Linked DNA regions of Nomascus leucogenys: region 2 is linked to region 1. A link is a contact called in public Hi-C data. All regions are on one chromosome and are shown on one strand. The core of a region is the stretch at or near the end of the contact, and the rest is flanking DNA. Distances in the headings are between cores, read along the strand shown. Region 1 overlaps PTGES (prostaglandin E synthase). Region 2 has its middle 25 kb from the start of PTGES.

What was found. A called contact is a pair of places that touch in the nucleus more often than the background predicts.
Region 2: a contact with region 1 is called in a Hi-C map of a lymphoblastoid cell line, with 2.9 times the contacts expected there. The contact joins two enhancer-like sites. A contact is called at or near these places in 2 of 4 Hi-C or Micro-C datasets (a lymphoblastoid cell line and an unstated tissue).

The regions. Positions count from the first base shown.
Region 1 is chr8:105,861,957-105,864,983 of Asia_NLE_v1, forward strand. PTGES (prostaglandin E synthase) reads right to left here. Exons shown (of 4, transcript XM_003264236.4): 4 at 1,758-2,313. The coding sequence ends at 2,064. Among named protein-coding and RNA genes, the nearest start is that of PTGES, 14 kb to the right of the region's middle. Within about 2 kb of position 1,300, the one cell type or tissue checked has an H3K27ac peak away from gene starts, as active enhancers do. A contact at or near this core is called in a lymphoblastoid cell line, where this site is marked.
Region 2 is chr8:105,901,290-105,904,598 of Asia_NLE_v1, forward strand. No RefSeq gene overlaps it. Among named protein-coding and RNA genes, the nearest start is that of PTGES, 25 kb to the left of the region's middle. Within about 2 kb of position 1,657, the one cell type or tissue checked has an H3K27ac peak away from gene starts, as active enhancers do. A contact at or near this core is called in a lymphoblastoid cell line, where this site is marked.

The DNA of each region.
Region 1 (3,027 bases), core at 50-2,549:
CGGGGAGGGGACCTCAAGGTCTCGTGGTCTCTGCAGCTCCAGTGTGGCGGGGGCCGCCTCCTTCACCCACGCCCCAGGTTCACAGTATTGCCATGGGCATCCGATGCCCCTGCTCACCTGGGTCCCATGGGTTCCCAGCAGGTTATTTTGCCCATAGAGCCCCTCTTTCCCCAGGAAGGGAAATATAAATATAAAAATGCACACTGCTGTGGCCAGGCACGGTGGCTTACGCCTGTAATCCCAGCACTTTGGGAGGCTGAGGCAGGCAGATCACTTGAGGTTAGGAGTTTGAGACCAGCCTGGCCAACATGGTGAAACCCCTGACTCTACTAAAAATACAAAAAGTAGCCGGGTGTGGTGGCGCATGCCTGTAACCCCAGCTACTTGGGAGGTGGAGGCAGGAGAATCGTTTGAACCTGGGAAGCAGAGGTTGCAGTGAGCCGAGATGGCGCCATTGCACTCCAGCCTGGGTGACAGAGTGAGACTCCATCTAAAACAACAACAACAACCACAACAAAAATGCACACTGGGTTCGCCTCCTGGATGGGCCCTGCCCTGGGGTCTGTCCTCCCTCTGGCCTTAGAGTGTCCCAGCCCAGGGACAGCGGGCAAGTCACCTCTCCCCTGTGAGGGGACCCCCCCACAAGCCTCCTTCCTATGAACCTCGCCTCTCTCATCTAAAAAGCCTCATCTTCCTCATCTAAAAAGCAGAAATCCCTCCCGCCTCGGATTGTTTTGGGGATTTTTTTTTTTTTTTTTTTTTTTGAGACAGTTTCCCTCTGTTGCCCGGGCTGGAGTGCAGTGGTGGGATCTCAGCTCACTGCAGCCTTAACCTCCCAGGCTCAAGCGATCCTCCCGCCTCAGCCTCCTGAGTAGCTGGGACCACAGGCAGGCACCATTACACCTGGCTAATTCTTTTTTTTTTTTTTCTTTTTTTTTTTGGTAGAAAGGGGATCTGGCTCTGTTGCCCAGGCTAGTCTCAAACCCCTGGGCTCAGATCTTCCCACCTCGGCCTCCCAAAGTGCTTGCATTATAGACATAAGTTGGAAAAAAATCCAACTAGTATGCCCAGCCCAACGCTTAGCAAACAGTAGGTGCTCAATACTGGATCGCGCCCTTCCCGTTTCTCTCCCGAGAGCCGCCGCGGCCCAAAACAGAGGCGTCCCCTTACCACCAGGGGGCAGTGTTTCCTCTCTCAGCTCCGAACGGGACCCGGGGCCTCACAGCACTTTCTGGCGGGGCCTGGGGTCCCTGCGCTGCCGGAGAACCCCCGGCACGGCAGGTCCCATCCGTCAGAGGGGCTCCGGCCTCGGGGTGCTGGGAGGGGGCGTTCAGGGAAAGTGAGGCCGTGAAGCACAGGGGCTCCGCCCAGGAACCTTGGGAGCCTGGCAGCCCCGCCTTTCAGACCTGGCCCTGCACTTCCGGGCGCTGGCCTCCCGGAGTCTCTGTGTCCTCGTTGACTGAGCTGATAATGGCAGCCCGCGGGCGGGGCAGCCCCGCAGGGAGGGGTAACCTGGTCGGGGCAGGATTTGGGTGCTCCTGGCTCCCCTCGCCAGATGCCACCTTACCCGCCCCAACGGGAGGCAGGAGGCTGCTGCTTGCTGTGTGATTAACACCCAGCCAGGGCGCGTTGGTGTCTGCGCCAGAGATCCTGTCCCGCCAAACTGGCTCTAGACAGTCACCGGCAAGAACGCCCAGTGCACTGGAGCATCAGGCCAGCTTGGGCAGCAGGGAACACCGGGAACGCGCAACCGAAGACGAGGTGCTGGCCCGAGCTGGTCAGACACTTCCATTTAATGACTAAAAATCACACATGTCAGGTCACGGGTCTAGGAAAAACCACACACACACACACACACACACATACACATACACACACATACACACACACACATACAGGCACACACACAGGCCCACCGGGCCCAGAGACCCACACGTGCAGCAGGCTGCCAGGAAACCAGGACTCAGGGTCCACCACAATCTGGAAGGAACATCAAGTCCCCAGGTACAGCCACAGCGGCTCTTGGCCCATGGTCTGGTGGCTAAGGAGGCGTCAGCTGCTGGTCACAGGTGGCGGGCCGCTTCCCAGAGGATCTGCAAAGCCATGGAAGCACAGGGGAGCTGGGCCAGGGTGTAGGTCACGGAGCGGATGGGTGCCCGCAGCTTCCCCAGGTAGGCCACGGTGTGTACCACACGGCCCAGCAGGAAGACCAGGAAGTGCATCCAGGCGACAAAAGGGTTAGGACCCAGAAAGGAATAGACGAAGCCCAGGAAAAGGAAGGGGTAGATGGTCTCCATGTCGTTCCGGTGGGCCCTGGGGAGACAAGAGGGGTGCGGTCAGCCAGGTGTTAGCTTTGGGGCCATAGGCCCTTTTGAGAGTGTCATGGAAGCTGGGGTGCTTTGACCCACTGGGGGTCATTTCAGGCATATCACACAGTCAAATCCATTCATGGCCAGGTCAAGGAGATGGATACCCCAGAGTCCAGAAGAAGGCAGCTCCAAGCTTGTGCTTGCAAGCAGCTGAGGCAGTGAGGCCACGTCATGGGCTGGGAGTCACAGAGCTACTGGTCCAGGATTCTCTTAGCATACCTCTAGGGCTTGCCAGGACCCTACTCCTGCCATACTTTCCCCCGCCTTCCTCTCTAGCCCTTGGACACCAGGCAGGAAAAGTGGGACTCAGAGGTGCTGAGTGCTTTACAGAGCCAACGAGTAGAGGAGCTGGGATTGGAACCGAGTTCTGACTCGAGTTTATGCTCTTTACCTCCAGGGCAGGGCTTCTCTGAGTCAGGCCCGAGGTCATCCTCCTTCTGAATGCAGCTTCCTGGGCCCCTCCTGAGTAGAAGGGGCTAGAGCCCAAGAGCAGGCCTTTGAAATGAATGCCGGGCTCTGTCTCCTTCTTCTCCTAAATCTAAGTGCCACCCATCCTTTCAGAGACAATCATAACAAGATCCGCTTCCACTCACTGGAGCCAACCGATGGCCAGCCCCCGGTGGAGCGCTTCATTTTACACATCCTTTCCTGCCTCTTT
Region 2 (3,309 bases), core at 407-2,906, 40 kb after region 1:
AGCTCAGGCTGGGACACCAAATTAATAATAAAATTATTATTAATTTGGCAATAAAATTAATGATAATAATTATTATTATATAACAATGTTGATGACATAATTGGCCAACTTTACCTGCCAGACACTATGCTCAGTGCTTTATGTAGCTCAGCTCATTGTCCTCATGTAGCAATCCTAGGAGATAGGTCTATTATTATCTCTATTTTATTTGATTTTATATTTTTTAGAGGCGGAGTCTTGCTCTGTCACCCAGGCTGGAGTGCAATGGCGTGATCTTGGCTCACTGCAACCTCTGCCTCCCAGTCTCAAGCAATTCTCCTGCCTCAGCCTCCCGAGTAGCTGGGACTTCAGGTGCGTGCCACCACACATGGCTAATTTTTTTGTATTTTTTAGTAGAGACGGGGTTTCACCATGTTGGCCGGGCTGGTTTTGAACTCCTGACCTCAGGTGATCCACCTGCCTTGGCCTCCCAAAGTGCTGGGATTACAGGCGTGAGCTACCTCGCCTGGCCTAATATCCCCATTTTAGAGATGAGAAAATTGAGGTTCAGAGGAGTGACATGACTCAACAAATGTCTGTGTTAAACTACAGTAAGATAGATGATAGATAGATGATTGATAGATAGATAGATAGATAATAGATAGATAGATAGATAGATAGATCCCTATGTCTACCTACCTACCTACCTATTGACCTATCTACCTACCTACCAACCTGCCTACCTCTCTATCTATGTGATATATGTGAAAATGACTCTTCAGAGAACTGACTCTGCTGATGCCCAGAGTAGGGTGCGGGAGACTCATCAAGCTGATCTCCCATGCTGGGCCCAGTTGGATGTTCTGACTTTACCCAGAGTATCCAGATTCCAATTAACTATCTCAGAACCACAGTAAAGGAGTGTGTGCACTAGAGTTGATTGCTCAGCCCAGAGCACAGGGCTGGGTAATCTTATTCCCAAAGGGTTCTGACGCTGGAGCCTGGAACGGACCAGCCATGTCCCTTGCCATTCAGCCCCACCCCCACCCCTGGAGCCAGGGACCCAAGCAGCGCAGCTTGACAGTCCTGGGAGGCCTGACCCCCGGCTGGGATCTCGTCATCAGCAATGCACCCAGGTTCTGGGGACAGCATGGTCTAGGGCCTCTGAATTGGCCGTGATCCTAGCGGGAAGAAATGCTTCTCCCTCCTGGCTGACAGCTGTCTTTGCTCCCAGTGATCACTTGCTCCCTAGCTCTGCACAGATTGACCCGCACACCTAGGCAGGCAAACACAGCAGGCCCGAGACCAAGAGCCAGGGTGAGGCCCTGGCAGAAGAGCCATTGGAATGGGATGCCGGAGCGTCCCCAGATGGCGCCCGGGGGTGGGGTGGACCTCTTGCCACAGCAGAGTCTCCAACCGGAGCCTGGGGTTCACCCGAGACAGCCGTGGCCCTCCCTCTCACCACTTACCCCGTCCCCAGGCGCCTCTGCCTGAGCTCATCAGGCAATGACCACAGTGACGTCACTCGGGAGGCCGCGGCCAGCTTGAAATCCAGGGGGCTCCAGGATCCTGCCTGCTCCTCCCTCTGTCTCAAGCATGACTCAGGCAGGGACTGGCCCTGGGCTGTGGAAAGGCTCTCCGCTTTTACACAATTGCTTTCCTCACTCAAACCACAGGCCCTGTGGGGGCCCCCTCCTCTGTCTCTCAACCCTCTGCGGTTAGGGTTCAGATGCTGGGCAGATGAAGACCCTGTTTGCTGCGAGAGGCCAAGACCAAACCTCAGGAAATTGCCACAGTGAAGGGAAACTTCCTCCGGAGACACCCTCTGCCCTGCACTACTGGGTCCTGTCAGAGCTTCTTCATCCTCCCTCCTCCTCTTCCTCTTCCCATCTCCTCCCCTTTCCTCTTCTCTAACCAAGAAAGTGACTTGATAACTAAATTCAACTTGTTAGTGACGGGACCTATGATTTTTCCAAAGGGTTGCTCTATTTCTGAAAAACGAAGTCTGGTAGTAGAACATGTGTTATTCATTCATTCATTCATTCACAGAGGTGTGGAAGAGCAGTTAAAATCACAGTCAGACACCCTGTGGGTGTGTCCCAGCTCCTCTGCCATTCGCCACCTTTGCAACCATGGCCCGGTGACTTCCTGTCATTCCCCCATCCCCTCATCTGGGCTATGGCTCTAGCTTGTTAAGATGAGGCTTGGGGGCTCCCAGCAGTTAGGACCCACCCCGGGCAAGGTGATGATTAGGAGAAAGGCTGAGGCTGGGCGCAGTGGCTCACGCCTGTAATCCCAGCACTTCGGGAGGCCTAGACGGGAGGATCAATGAGGTCAGGAGTTCAAGACCAGCTTGGACAACATGGTGAAACCCCGTCTGTACTAAAAATACAAAAAATTAGCTGGGCGTGGTGGCCGGCACCTGTAATCCCAGCTACTCAGGAGGCTGAGGCAGGAGAATCGCTTGAACCTGGGAGGCGGAGGTTGCAGTGAGCTGAGATGGTGCCACTGCACTCCAGCCTGGGTGACAGAGCGAGAATCTGTCTCAAAAAAAAGAAAAGGGCCGGGCGCAGTGGCTAACGCCGGTAATCCCAGCACTTTGGGAGGCCGAGGCGGGCGGATCACGAGGTCAGGAGATCGAGACCATCCTGGCTAATATGGTGAAATCCCGTCTCTACTAAAAATACAAAAAATTAGCCGGGCGAGGTGGCGGGCACCGTAGTCCCAGCTACGCAGGAGGCTGAGGCAGGAGAATGGCATGAACCCCGGGGGGCAGAGCCTGCAGTGAGCCGAGATCACGCCACTGCACTCCAGCCTGGGCGACAGTGAGACTCCATCTCAAAAAAAAAAAATAAAGAAAGAAAAGAAAAGAAAACAAAAGAAAGAGGATGTCTCCAAAGGAGATGGGAGGGTTCTAGAAACCCAAATAGTAGAGTAGTAGAGACGGGCCCCAGGGGTGGAGAGGTCCAGGAAGGCAGATTTCTCCTTAATCACAAGGAAAGAAAGAACATTTTCTAACACCAGAGAGGCTCTTGGGACATGGGATGCACAGCCTCAGGCCCAGAGCGCCTATCACTGAACGTGTTCCAGCGTCCTGCCGGCGAGGGAGGCAGGCCTTGGAAAGTTCAGACTCCCCAAAGAGGAGTGCATGGAAGCTTCTTTTCCTGTTGTCTACCTTAGTCAGCTCAGGCTGCCATAATAAAATGCCATCGCCAGGTGTGATAGTCCCAGCCACTCGGGATGCTGAAGCAGGAGGATCCCCTGAGCCCAGCCGTTTGAGGCTGCAGGGAGCCATGATGGTGCCACTGCACTCCAGCCCAGGTGACGAAA